2 separate regions of the Zea mays genome follow, and region 2 is linked to region 1. Evidence: chromatin contacts called from public Hi-C data. All regions are on one chromosome and are shown on one strand. Each heading gives the region's core, a stretch centred on a gene start, on an enhancer-like site or on the middle of the called end of the contact. The rest is flanking DNA. Distances are from core to core; before and after follow the strand shown.

The links. A called contact is a pair of places that touch in the nucleus more often than the background predicts.
Region 2: a Hi-C map of leaf shows a contact between it and region 1, with 2.2 times the contacts expected there. The contact joins the promoter of LOC100280875 here to the promoter of LOC103639291 in region 1. A contact is called at or near these places in 2 of 25 Hi-C or Micro-C datasets (ear and leaf).

What each region holds. Positions count from the first base shown.
Region 1 is chr9:144,856,152-144,863,097 of Zm-B73-REFERENCE-NAM-5.0, reverse strand. It overlaps LOC103639291, which reads right to left and starts at 5,128. Exons shown (of 18, transcript XM_020544166.3): 1 at 4,746-5,128; 2 at 4,452-4,643; 3 at 4,250-4,345; 4 at 4,074-4,126; 5 at 3,696-3,792; 6 at 3,436-3,509; 7 at 3,226-3,331; 8 at 2,426-2,536; 9 at 943-1,019; 10 at 645-711; 11 at 269-334; 12 at 1-18. The coding sequence starts at 4,892.
Region 2 is chr9:145,064,026-145,070,565 of Zm-B73-REFERENCE-NAM-5.0, reverse strand. It overlaps LOC100280875 (nitric oxide synthase interacting protein), which reads left to right and starts at 4,802. Exons shown (of 2, transcript NM_001153795.1): 1 at 4,802-5,144; 2 at 5,901-6,540. The coding sequence starts at 4,906.

The DNA of each region.
Region 1 (6,946 bases), core at 3,879-6,378:
TTTCAATTTAGTATTCACCTGTAATCTGAGTTTCAGAATCACTCTTAAAAACAAACCTCTCATGTAAACATTACCCTCTATGAATAAGTAAACCTAACTAACAAAGATTAATGTTCACAGCAAAATCTGTTGGTTGTCTCCACCCTGAACTGTTTAGCCAAAAAAAAAATCAGCAATTTTGCCACTATGTAAGTTGCTGAAATATTTTGGAAGAAATATATTGAACGATAGATCTTCATGAAGGTGGAAATAGAGAGAATAATATTGCCTTTTTCAGTTCTGCCTCGAGTTGATTCCTTTGCTCCTCAAGTCCAGAGATCTCAGCAACTAATTCCTTTTACAAAACTTAATTGATTAATCATCAATCAGACAGATTGCAGAAGCATAAAGACAATTGCATGGACTAAGAATTGGAAAAGAAAAAACAATTGGAACAGCTTGCACATCCTGCTATTTTTTTTCTTTTGCAATTGCAATGATGGATATGAATGTCTTCCTTTTGTTTCAATGGGAAATCATGGGGTGTTGTATTTTCTGTCAATATGGATGTAAAGTAAATCCTTGTTAACCCATTGACATATCATTTAGCTAATAAAAAATACTGTGGTGGTTTGCAGATGACAAGCTAGTACCACAAAAATTACCTTTTCTATACCACTAACTTCATTTGTTTTGGTGACCCGGAAGATAAGAGATTCTTCCTTTTGTAGCCTGCATTGTAAAGCATAGACAATCAATTCACTTTAAGCAGAGAATGCTATTTCAAATGTTTTGGAACCAAATAAATCAGTGGCTCTGAATTGAACAACAACTTGTATTGCAAGAGTTAACAACATAACATATGTGTTTAATCGATATATAAGTATGCAAGCATGTTTATGACTGATACATGCTAAATTGGTGAGACTAAATACACAGCACAAAGAATGCTCAAGATATAACCTATTTTCCATGATACGCTTTTCTGCTTTTGCAGATGAATTTGCAAGGGATTCAGACAAAACCTTCAGTTTATCTACCTGCAAAGTTTTATGAATGGACATTAATAGAGTGTTTGGTTTGAGGAATCAAACCATCCAAATTGAAGTGGTGCATCATGGGTTCATTCCTCAAATTTAGTAGAATGACTTCATTCCTCATATTAGTACTAACTAACTAACTATAAGGAATGAGGTGGTGATGGATCAACTCATTCTATTCCACAAACCAAACAAAAATAGTGAGGAGTGAGAAGATGAGAGACTAGTTCATTACTCAAACCAAACACCCCATAAGATACACCCACATATCATTTGACAGGGAGGACAATTTGATAAGTTCTAGCAAACAAAAAACGCTTTAAAACAAGAACTTCAAAACAACAAATGGATTTGCTCTCTGCAAGGCAAGATCTCAACAGCCACCCAGGTAGAGGAATTTGTATCCCTATGACTCAGAATCAGAAGATCCAAATGCAACGGGACGTGCAAGATTCCATCGCTTGGAAATGGGCATATCTCATCCAGCCAGCCAGCGGACACATGTCATCCAATTCCAAGGGACTTTCAGGATGTTCCGGCCAGAACTTATATGGAAAGCGCACTTGGAGAACAAATGCAAGCTCTTTGCTTGGATTCTCATAGAAAATAAAATCCTAAGTTCCTAACAGCGGATAACCTGCAACTAAAGAATTGGCCACACCAGGACCACTTTGTCATGTGTGACGGTCCTTTAGAATCTGGCCTCTATCTGAGCTTGTTGTACCCCTTCGCTAAAGAGATCTGGAACCTCGTCTTAACTTGGGAGCATTATGATGCCTACCTCATACGCCTGCAGACCCAACCAGCTGAAATTAGTGCATGGTGGGAATAAAAGTCTGCCAAAATCCCAAGGAAAAGGCGACAACACTTCAATGGGGGTGGTAATCTACACGTATTGAAACATTTGGAAGGAAAGAAAAGGAGGATCTTCCAAAACAGCTCCATGGACGCAAGCCAGGTGGCCTCCAGAACCAAAGAAGACACTGATCTACATGGAAGGGTGCTTAATAATTTCACTTTTTTTTCAACCAAGGGGAGAGACGTCCCCCTGACTTTTTCACTTAAGCAGTTGATGCCGCGACTCGAACCCGGGCTGGCCCAGCAGACCGCTTCTTTGGCGTATCCGGCTGACCAGTTGCACTGTGAGAGTGTTGGCTTAATAATTTCACTTAGTCCCCCTTAAACTGGCTATCGCCTAGTGGAGGAAAAAAGCGTTTGGTGTGTGCGCAATGGGGCTCTCAGGCCCTTGTCCTTTATGTACATAAACTCTTGCTCCTATCTTATTTGAGAGGCAGACCTCCTGCCATGTTTTTTTTAAAAAGCTTTAGATTCTTCCGCTCTAGAGTAAAGAAGTATGCAGCAAAAATAGAAGTGAAATTAATTTAGAAATTACAGGAGCATCAGACCTTCTCAAAATGAGTCTCCAATGAATCACCGGGGTGTATTGATTTCTTCTTCAATAGAAGTTCTTCCATTCTAGAGCAAAGCCGAACTTCAGAAACTGCCTTTCTGAAACCCTACAGATAGTATCATAAATACATTGAATCTTCTTATGCTAACTATATTAATAATGATGTAGTAAGTTGAACCATACTGGAATATGTTGGGGAAATAAAACCTCAGTAAATTACTGATACCTAAAGACAGCATGCAAGGAGTAGACATGAAAAAAAGGGTTTCTGAATGCACATTTAAAAAGGAAAACATGGTATATTTCAAAAATGAAATAAACAATGATTAAAATCCTATATAACAGTTGAAACATTTTTTTTCTTCCTAACATAACATGTATGTACTTAGAAACAGGAAAAAAAACTAATGTACACTTCACAAATGTTCCGTGCACTTGCACAAAGATTAGTTCGCAAATATTAATTTTTCACAATCAGAGGCAGAGTATTTCATAACCATACTATTTAGTTCGCATCGAGGTAGGGGTGGTAATGGATCATGATCCAAATGATCCTTCACAATAAATTAGGGCTATTAATAAATTTTAATTAAAAAATGAATAGAAATAGAGCATGATCCTAATCTGATTTGATCCTTAAATTTTATATTTATAAAGTTTAGATCCCATTACCACCCCTACATCTAGGAGAAACAAATCAATATTATAAATAGATTGTGTGTCAGTGCTCCCTTTCATCTATTGAAGGAAAGGATAACCCACAGTTGTACAGGCTGAATAACTTTAAAGGGCTACCTCAGTGGCTGTTTGAGCTTTTTTATTCTGATTGACGATTGATGTAGCATGGAGCGCATCCATTGAATTTATCTGCTGTTGCAACTGAGTAATTTCATTATCTAATCTGGAATCAAGAAAAAAGAGGCTTTAATTTTTAAAGCATGTAAAGATGGACACGCAAAAATGGAACTACAAACACCTTCAACTGCCCAACAGAAAAGACAGAACCTTGCAATGTCAGCATTTATCTTTAGCCCTGAGATCGCACCCTGAGCAAACTGAAGCAGCTCGTCACGTTTTGCCTGGAAAAGAACATAGAAGCCAACATTACAGTTGATGCATTTTATGCTTTTGCTGCCATCTAATAACACCAGGTAGAAAGTACATTTTACATGATTTATGAAGATAGCTAGACGATCAAATAACTCATATACATGAGTACATGGTTTAATACTGAGAACTGGTAAAACAAAAAAGAAAATTCATACCAACACTTCGTCACTATAACTTGAGAATAACCTTGCCAGGTCCTTTACACTACTTAAGAGTGCATTGTGCACATCCTTCCCTCCCGAAAGGCACATTCTGTAATGAAGAATCATAGCATTATATGTTGCTTGAATAGAGGTGACATGGAAAAATTCAAAGGGGTTTATAACTCATATTAACGTTCTAAATGTAGTACAGGGGGCAGGCATCTGTAAAGACAATCAAAAGATAATGAACTTGTCATGTATACAGTAATACATGGCACATTTTTTGTACACTGGACTCGAGACTTGTTATGTGAGAACCAGACACGATCATATATGAACAAAAAAATTCAAGAACAAAGTAACAAGACATCAAATGGTCGAATAACTTGCCCAAAAACTTCTGAGACCAGTGGAACTTCTTCCTCAGTTGGGGCTTCCCTAATCTGATCATAGAAGACGAGTCAAAATTTTGAAATTACCAAACAATGGTACCTACATGGCTACATGGTGGCAACGACAACGAGACCATTGCAACACCAAATTGAACAGCCACAAATCCAACTCACCAAGGAGAGAACAACACACTCGAGGGCTTGACTGTAGAGGAAGACATGGAAAAAGTTCATCGGCTCCGCACCGCTGTCGTAATCGATGTACAAATCCTGCAACTCCCGCGAGCACAGGTAGTTCGGCGCCTAATGAGTCGGGATCGTAATGCAATCCAAAAAATTCTGCAAACCAAGCGAGTAGCCAGGGAGGGATGCTGACCAGCAGGGGCGCAGTCTGGTCCGGATTGTCCCCAAATTGCGGCTCCCGGACCGCCGTGGTCGCGCGCTGGGTCTCCTTGAGCGCGACGAGCCACCGGCGCAGCAGCTGCACCCGTTCGTCCCCTTTGCAGGAGAGCGCCTCCTCTTCCAGCCTCTTCGCTGCCACCTTCGCGCTCTTGTAACTCCGGCTCCCCTGCGAGAGAACAAGCGCAAACCCTAGTCACGAACGATCGCCGCGAATGTATGGACAAGGCGGCGCCCGTTGATGAGAGCGGAGCTAGGGGGTTGTCCGTACGGTGATGAGCCTGGCGCCGCCCGCGACAGCCTGGCCGGCATGGTGGACGACGGTGTCAAGGGAGGTGCGGACGGTGCGGGTAAGGAGGGAGCTGTGACCCCCGCTCGCCTCCACGGCGCGGTGCACCGCGCTGCGGAGCCACGACATCGCCTCACGCCCCGGTCGTTGCCCGTCGGCTTCCCCGCTTCTTCCGCCTCTTTGGTCTGTCTCAAACTCGTCGATAAAAAAAAAGCGGAGAGCGTCTCGTGCGCAGGAGGCGGGGACGCGAGCGGAGCAAATGGCCGGTGCAGGGGACGCTCTTCCCGTCCCGGTGGCGCGGTGCGGCCTAGGAATGCGTGCGCCCGCGAAAAATTTGGTGATAGCAATGGCCAGTGGGTACCCGCTACCCAGATCCAATAAATTTTTGCTCTATTAGAATATAGGTTTAGATAAATTTCTCTACCATAAATTTGTTAATGGGTTCAAATAGCAACCTAACGATTACGTGAGCATAAGTTTATTCTTCCACTACGCATACCCGCAAACCCATGGGTTTTTAAAATCAACCTTAAAATCAACATTTACAAATATGTCTCATAATATTATTAATTGAATATGTTCTAAGTGAAATAAACTTCATATAACAAAGTTAAGCTAAAATTAGTTATCACTTATTTTTTATCCTAACTAATTAATATATTGACTATCATTTACATGATGAGTTATTTTTTATGCTGATGTTAGTGGGTATGGAAAACTCGTTGGACACCCGAAACTCGTATGGACATAGGCTTGGGCAAAATTTTATACCTGTTATGAGTATGGATTTTTTTTAATATACATGTTTTTTCTTTATGTATATGTGTTTAGACAAGTAATATCCAGCGAGATTTTACTCGTTGCCATCTCAAATCCTAGGTTACTCCAGATATTGCCTATACCCAACCAAGCCTGGCAAGTGGTCTAGCTGAACTTCATTGAAGGGTTGCCCCGATCCGGTGCAACCAGGGCCGGCCCTGAGGGGTTGCAGAGGGTGCGGCCGCACCGGGCCCCCAAAAACAGAGGGGCCCCTAACCATTGGACATTAGCACTTTTTTCTATTAAACCTATCTATTCTAGATACAAATACACAAAGAGCAATGCGCTATCGACCAGTCTCATTTAGATTGTTAAACTCATGTCTCAATTACTTATCGAATACTCCATCCTTACTCCATTCGTTTCAAAATAGTATTTGTTTTAGCTCTTGATTTTATGTTTATATTCAACTAAATGATGATGAATCCACTAAAGAAGCAAAACGAATTCTATTGTGATATAGAGAGAGTATTGTTTACTATACACATGATGGTTGCATCGGCAGAGAGAAGTTTTTTAAAATTGAAATATTTTTGTGAACTATTTATGGTCAACAATAACTCAAGAGATGTTAAATGGCTTGGCATTCTATATATCGAAAAAAATTGTTGGATGAGATTGATCTCAATGATATAAGCGATAACTTTGTATCATAAAATGTTATAAGATATTTTTAATTATATCAGATAACAAGTACGTGTTTTTTTGCTATATTTTACATTTGTTATCTTATAAACATCAAAACAGTACATAATAATTTTTGTACGTCAAATATTTGATACTATATATATAATTATATATATTTTTGTGGATGGGTCCATATTGGATTTCGTACTGGGCCCCTGAAAAGTCAGGAACGGCCCTGGGTACAACTAACTGTATCCTTGTGGTGGTTGATACGTTCAGTAAGTATGCCCATTTCATCGGCTTGCTTCATCCATTCACTACACTTATAGCATGTTTGGTTTGATGGTTTGGCTCATCCATCGTGGCCTGGCTCCGGATGGAGCGGTCTTGCACTTTCTTGCGGAGTGAGCTGATTCCAAGTGTTAGTATATTATTAGAACAACGCAGTGACGGACGACATCGTTCCGCAATTCAAACCAAACGATAATGTAGGCTCGGACGTAGGTCCAGATGACTCCGAAAGCAGTCCAACCTGCAAACCAAACACGCCGTTAAAGTGCCTCAAGACTTCATGGCAAACGTATACAAACTTCGTGGACCTCACGCTCTGGTATCAGATAGAGACCGTATCTTCACCAGCCATATTTGGCAAGAACTCTTCCGCCTTTCAGGTATCAAACTGCAAAACCTAAACCTAAACCCTAAATTTAAATTGGACATGTGAGCACAATACCACA
Region 2 (6,540 bases), core at 3,553-6,052, 210 kb before region 1:
GACCGTCCGGTAGGTGAGGAACCGAAAAACCCGAAGGTGACGGGTTCGGAAAAATGAATTATAGCGTCCTCGCGGACCGTCGGGGGTGCACGACCGGACCGTCCGCGACTGGCTTTATCTGACATCTGACGACGCATTAAATGCAATATAGCCATTGATATAGCCGTTACTGCTGACCGTTGCGTTTTCAGCCGTTGATCTACAGGGGCGGACCGTCCGGACCAGGCGGGCGGACCGTCCGCGGTCGGCAGAATGGAGCAACGGCTAGGAAGTGGTTGGTGGCTATAAATACAACCCCAACCACCTCTATTCACCACACCCAAGCATTCCAACCTTCAACATTCAATACAAGAGCTAGCAATCCATTCCAAGACACATTCAAAGCCTCCATCTCTCCAAGTTTCACAATTGAGAAAAGAGATCATTAGTGATTAGTGACTTGAGAGAGCAAGTGATCCGTGTGTTATTTGTCGCTCTTGTCGCTTGGCTTTTACAATCGTGTTTTCTATCAATCTTTCTTTCGATCAACTCAATTGTAACCAAGGCAAGAGACACCAATTGTGTGGTGGTCCTTGTGGGGAAGTTTGTTCCCGTTTGATTGAGAAGAAGAAGCTCACTCGGTCCGAGGGACCGTTTGAGAGAGGGAAAGGGTTGAAAGAGACCCGGTCTTTGTGACCACCTCAACGAGGAGTAGGTTTGTGAGAACCGAACCTCGGTAAAACAAATCCACGTGTCACACTCCTTATTCGGTTGCGATTTGTTTTGCACCCTCTCTCGCGGACTCGATTATATTTCTAACGCTAACCCGGCTTGTAGTTGTGATTATTTTTTAGAATTTCAGTTTCGCCCTATTCACCCCCCTCTAGGCGACTTTCAAGGCTGCTAATGGTGGATTAGTCATTGCATTTGGCCATCCCTTTGGGCATCTCTCGACCTCTCGCTACGGCCCTGTGTTGCTAACGATACGAAGCGTCGGGCGGGGGTTAGCTTTTTCGTGGCTTCTTGGCCATAGCAACCAGACGACGTACAACTAAGCCTTTCTTTTTTCGCCACCGCTTTGATCGACGCAGGAAATAGGGGTGAAAACGGGCGGATACGGACGGATAGTAGATCATCATGTATCCTACCCTAATGTATTTTAAATGGATTCGGGAGCAGATACAGATAGTTAGAAATGGGACGGATACGGATACAGGGACCGGATATTTATTCGGGCGGATAAGTGGGATACGAATATTATTTGGTCGGATATCGGATATTTGCCGGATAATGCATTAATTTCTTATCATAAAATATTCTTGTTCGGCCATGAATTATAAATAAATTATCAAGGCTAATAAACAATTTATAAGAAGATAATCTTAAGTTCCCACATAAAAATGGTAAAGTGAAGTATTGATTATGTTGAAACTTGGATACTTAAGAGTGATTTCACGTGTAACTCATGCAACAAGTGGAAATAAAATAGAAGAAACGTTGACATCTTGTGGATTTTATGGTCCCATTATTTTTAATGACTATGTGGCCATATGTTGTACCTCCGTATAATTTCATGGATTTCTGAGGCTATTTGTGCATTATTATTTTTTCTACATAAAATCATCAAAATATAATTAAATTCATAAAATACACTAGTTCCGACCCAAAATTGAAAAAAAAATACCAAAAAAATAAACATTCTATTCAAAGATAACCACAAGTACCCACATTAAAAATAATAAGTGAAGTATTGATTATGTTGAAACTTCGATACATAAAGTGATTTCACGTGTAACACATGCAATAAGTGGGGAGTGGAATCGAAGAAACACTAGCATATTGTGGATTTTATAGTCCAAATATTTTTAGAACTATATTGGATATATGTTGTGTCCCCATAAAAATTCATAAATTTCTAGGCTATTTGTGTATTATTATTATTTTTCTATAGAAAATCATCAAAATGCAATTAAATTCATAAAATATTCTAGTTTCACTCAAAAATTGCAAATAAGTTGCAAAAACTAATGAACATTCTATATAAATAAAAATCAAGTTCTCACATGAAAATGATAAAGTAAAGTACTGATTATGTTGAAACATGAATACTTAGAGTGATTTCACTTGTAGCTCATACAAATAAGTTAAAGTGAAATGAAAGAAACACGTGCATCTTATAGATCTCATGATCAAAATATTTTTATGGTTATATATGGACATATGTTATGCCTTCGTAAAATTTCAAAGTATTTACCGGTAGTCCTTGCTCCGTATAAGACCCGAATCTGAAGCTGCACAATCCGGGTATTAATTGTATCCGCCCTAATATAAAAATATCTGATCTGTATCCGAAAAAACGTGTATTTGCACTATCCGTATCCAGTACCAGCGGGTATACCCGACCCGTTTTCACCCCTAGCAAAAAAGGACAGTCGCCTTTGGCCTAATTGCAGTGCAGAAGCATGGAAGACGATGCTGATTGATGAGGAATCTCTGTGTTGTGGCTCTGCAGACACAGCTATCTGACAATCATTGGAATTGAATGATATATCTCTTTCGTTTTTGTATCACAAGTTCGTTATCATAGCTATATCTTCTTACATTGAATTAGACGACTAACGGAAAAATAGAAGCTAATATTTTTTTTAAAACGATAATGGTTTCAATCCCAGCTAACTTTACTCTAAACATAAATTACTAACACCAACAAAAAACACATACATATCAATTAGTGATGAGATATGTTCGAAACAATATAAGAAATACAACGGAACAAACCATACAATAGAAACACATATTAGTATTCGGGTTAGACACACTACAACACCCTCCACTCACCTTTGGTAAGACTCGAACTCAAGACCTAGCTTCGATACTATGTTAGAGTGGACACATTAATAAGTTCAACCAAAAAGTTTAAAAAGGTAAATAACCCACTTGTAAACTTTAATATGTATGCAGTTTTCAACTGTTCAAAACATATGAGAGAAAGCTAAAAATCGACTAAATGAACTTAGAGTAAGGTGAAATTTTGCACGCACATCTTCTCGTATTCAAGGTGTTCACAAAATTCAAGCTACAAAAGATCAAGAAAACTCTAGGAATCGAACATTGGTGAAAATAATTCTCATATGTTCTTGCACCATTTAATTCAACCTAAAAGTCCCTAAGAACTCAAATCCAAAAATTCCTTATAAAAGCCAAATGAAAGAAGAGAGAGAGAGAGAGCTGAAGTAATCATAGTAAACAGTACAAGATACAGAGCCACCACAAACCTAGGAGGGTAGGGCCTTGATTCGCACCAGATCCACATGCTATCAGGTTACATAGATGGAAGATTTTAATTGCGACGATTTCATTTATGGATCCCACCAGTATACTAGAGAAGCTACCATTATTTCCAAGTCATGTCAGCTTGCTAACTACTACGCCAATGTGAAGCTAGCTCGCTATCTCACATATATAGTACTTTTGCTTTGATTTTTTGAGCAATGTTTTCTATCACGACACATATAGCATGTCATTCCAATAGCATATAGTATATATAACACAACATAATGTTCATGTTGACCTTCTAGACTAAGCTGCATTGAAGTCAGCTAATCCTAGCCTAGTAAACATCTGTTGCTTTCCAAGTCAAACATGCTCACTTCCCGTAGAAAATATATACCTATAAGATAGGCTAAAAAAGAGAAATGCAACTGACATCAACTCTCCAAGTGTAGCTAAGCTTCATTTGGTTGGACCCAGTAGCACTGCAATCCAGTAGGAGTCTAGTTTAAGCGACATTATTCAGAACCAACGTGCTCTGCAAAGTCAACAATAATGCTACTAGTTTGTGCGAGTTCAAGATAGATTTGTTTGGTTCATCGACAACGACTAAAGCTGTAGAAGCGGGCGTGGAGTGGAATTGCATGCGTGCATGCCCGTCTCTACTTGAGTGTCGGGCAAGTGAAATTGTGCTGTCGTCGTTGATATTTCGATAATTTCGAATAGACATCCTTTTCTTGCAAACCACTATTTTGTTACCAATTGCAAATGCTCTGTATGAACAATTGATAATTTATTTCGAAAGATCGTTTTTGACATGATCATACCCTTTTTCTAATTATGACAAATTAAACCTCCTTTTTATAAGATAAAAGAAACAATCAAACTTAACCATCTGCATCTGACTTGACTTGACTTTCGAGTTTTGACTTGCGGATTTATGTGGTATGTTTATTGGGTGAAAGAATCTTTAGAACCGGATCTAAAACTATTAAGTTAAAGTCAAACTATTATCACCATTAAACGATATTATAGATAAATTAGAGTTCAAAATATATAAAATTAGACAAAGTAGAGTTAGGAACATATTACACGCAAACCAATCTATTGATGTAAACTGTGTAGACTAATGCATAAATAAAGTCAAGAGGATTTTTTAAAAATATTATATTTCAAACCAATCATTTCACTCCCCTGACTATTTGTAAAAAGACCATCTCTTTTCATCAATCAACTATATAAAGCACCAGTTTTCACAATCGTAGTACCCTTTCCTACTGTATGCAAAAATAAGTTAAAATTATGCGGAAGATTCAAATTTTAATTGTTGGCTCTGTATTCATACCTAGCTAACAAATAGAACGCATATTTTTATGTTTTATTAAACCAAAGTCTATACATCAAATAATAGAAATCGTAGCAATACAGAATTTGTTCTTCTGGTATTTTATCCATTACTCCGAAAACATCATCAGCCTACGGTCAATCCCGCTCGGCCCAACCCGTCACTATATTAATCCAGGATCATCTTCCTGCGTCGCCGCTTTGCCTTCCCCGCGTCAAACAAATCTAGGGTTCCAAGCGAGCGAATACCTTCCTCCGCCTGCCGATCTCCCCGCATCTCTCGGGCTAAGACGATTCGAGGCACGAGCGAAGATGCCGCAGCGGCATTCGAAAAACAACAACGACCTCGCCTTCTTCACGTACGAGGAGAAGCGGAAGCTCGGGTACGGCACGCAGCGGGAGCGCCTGGGAAAGGACTCCATCAAGCCCTTCGACGCCTGCTGCCTCTGCCTCAAGCCGCTCATCGGCCCGCTCTGCTGCCCCAAGGGCCACACATTCTGTAAGGAGTGCATCCTCGAGTGCCTCCTCTCCCAGAAGAAGGACATCAAGCGGTAGGCGGCAACAGTTCACGCTCTTTACTTCTCTGTCTTGTTAATTGCGTACTTTCTTTAGGGGGTGGTTGGTTGGGCTATTGGGGGAGTAGAGTAGGGTGCGCGATGGCAGGGAGGAGAGAAGGCTGCAGACTTTCACAGTATTTGTGGGAAGAATCGTCAGGCTAGTATATCAGTGCTGTAAGGCTCAGGCGGCTGATGATTTTTCTGCGGATATTAGGGGTGTTTGGTTCCCTTAGTCACTCTTCTAAGCTTTAGAGACTAAATTTTAGTCAGTAGAGTATCTATGCGGGAGACCTCATTTATTAGTCATACTGTTTGGCAATTTAGGGAGTAAAATTGACTGGCACTAAAGTTTAGGAGTTGGGAACCAAACACCTCCTAACGCCAAGGGTGTCAATGAATTTTGGACCAGCATGGTCTCGCCTGGAGTTCGATTTTGCTTTGCAAGGTCGTACCTATATTTTGGATCAAATTGTCTGTCTTTCTTGGATCGGTACTGTCTTGATTCGTGGTCTTGTATGTAGTTTCATTATCAAACACTTGACCCTTGCCATTACTCACTGTGCCTGCAAATGTATGTTTGTTTGCTTAAAAGTACATTTTACCAGCAACCATGTTCATTAGCCACTGGTCATTAAAATAATACGCCTCTTGTAGTTGCCTTACCTAGAATTCATATTGTTCGTGACAGACACAAAAAATTCTGTATTTGGTCTTAAACTATCTGCTTTTCTATTACCCTTGTTCTTCCAGCAAGCTAGCAGCACATGAGGCCCAGAAAAAGCAGGAGAAAGAAGAGGAGGAAGAGAAGCTAATTCTGCAGAAGGCTAAGGAGTTGGATGCCTTTGATCAGCAGAATCATGGAGCTGTTCCCCAGTACCATGATCGCAGTGGTTCCCAATACAAGAATGGGTTTCATGGAGCAAATAGTGTGAAGGTCACTTCTTTTGAAGAGGAAGCCCTTCGCAATATGAAGGCATTCTGGCTCCCTTCAGCTACTCCTGAAGCTACGGTCAAGGTAGACTTGCCCTCCACCGACACTGTTTGCCCGGAGGGGCAGGAGAAGCTTAAGTTGAAATCGCTCTTCCCTATCTCGTTCACAGAGGAAACTGCTGATCAGAAGAGCAGCAAGGCAGGAAACTCCTGTAGCTACATGTGCCCTAGTTGCAAGTCCACTCTCACAAATACCATGTCCCTTGTGGCGGTGAGCACCTGTGGCCATGTCTTCTGCAAGAAATGTTCCGACAAGTTTCTAGTGAAGGATAAAGCTTGCTTGGAGTGCAGCAAACCATTCAGGGAGAGGAATCTGGTTCCATTGGAGAAAGGAGGAACTGGGTTTGCTGCACATGATGAACGCCTGGAGGCAAGAGATTTCAAGTATTTGGGTAGTGGC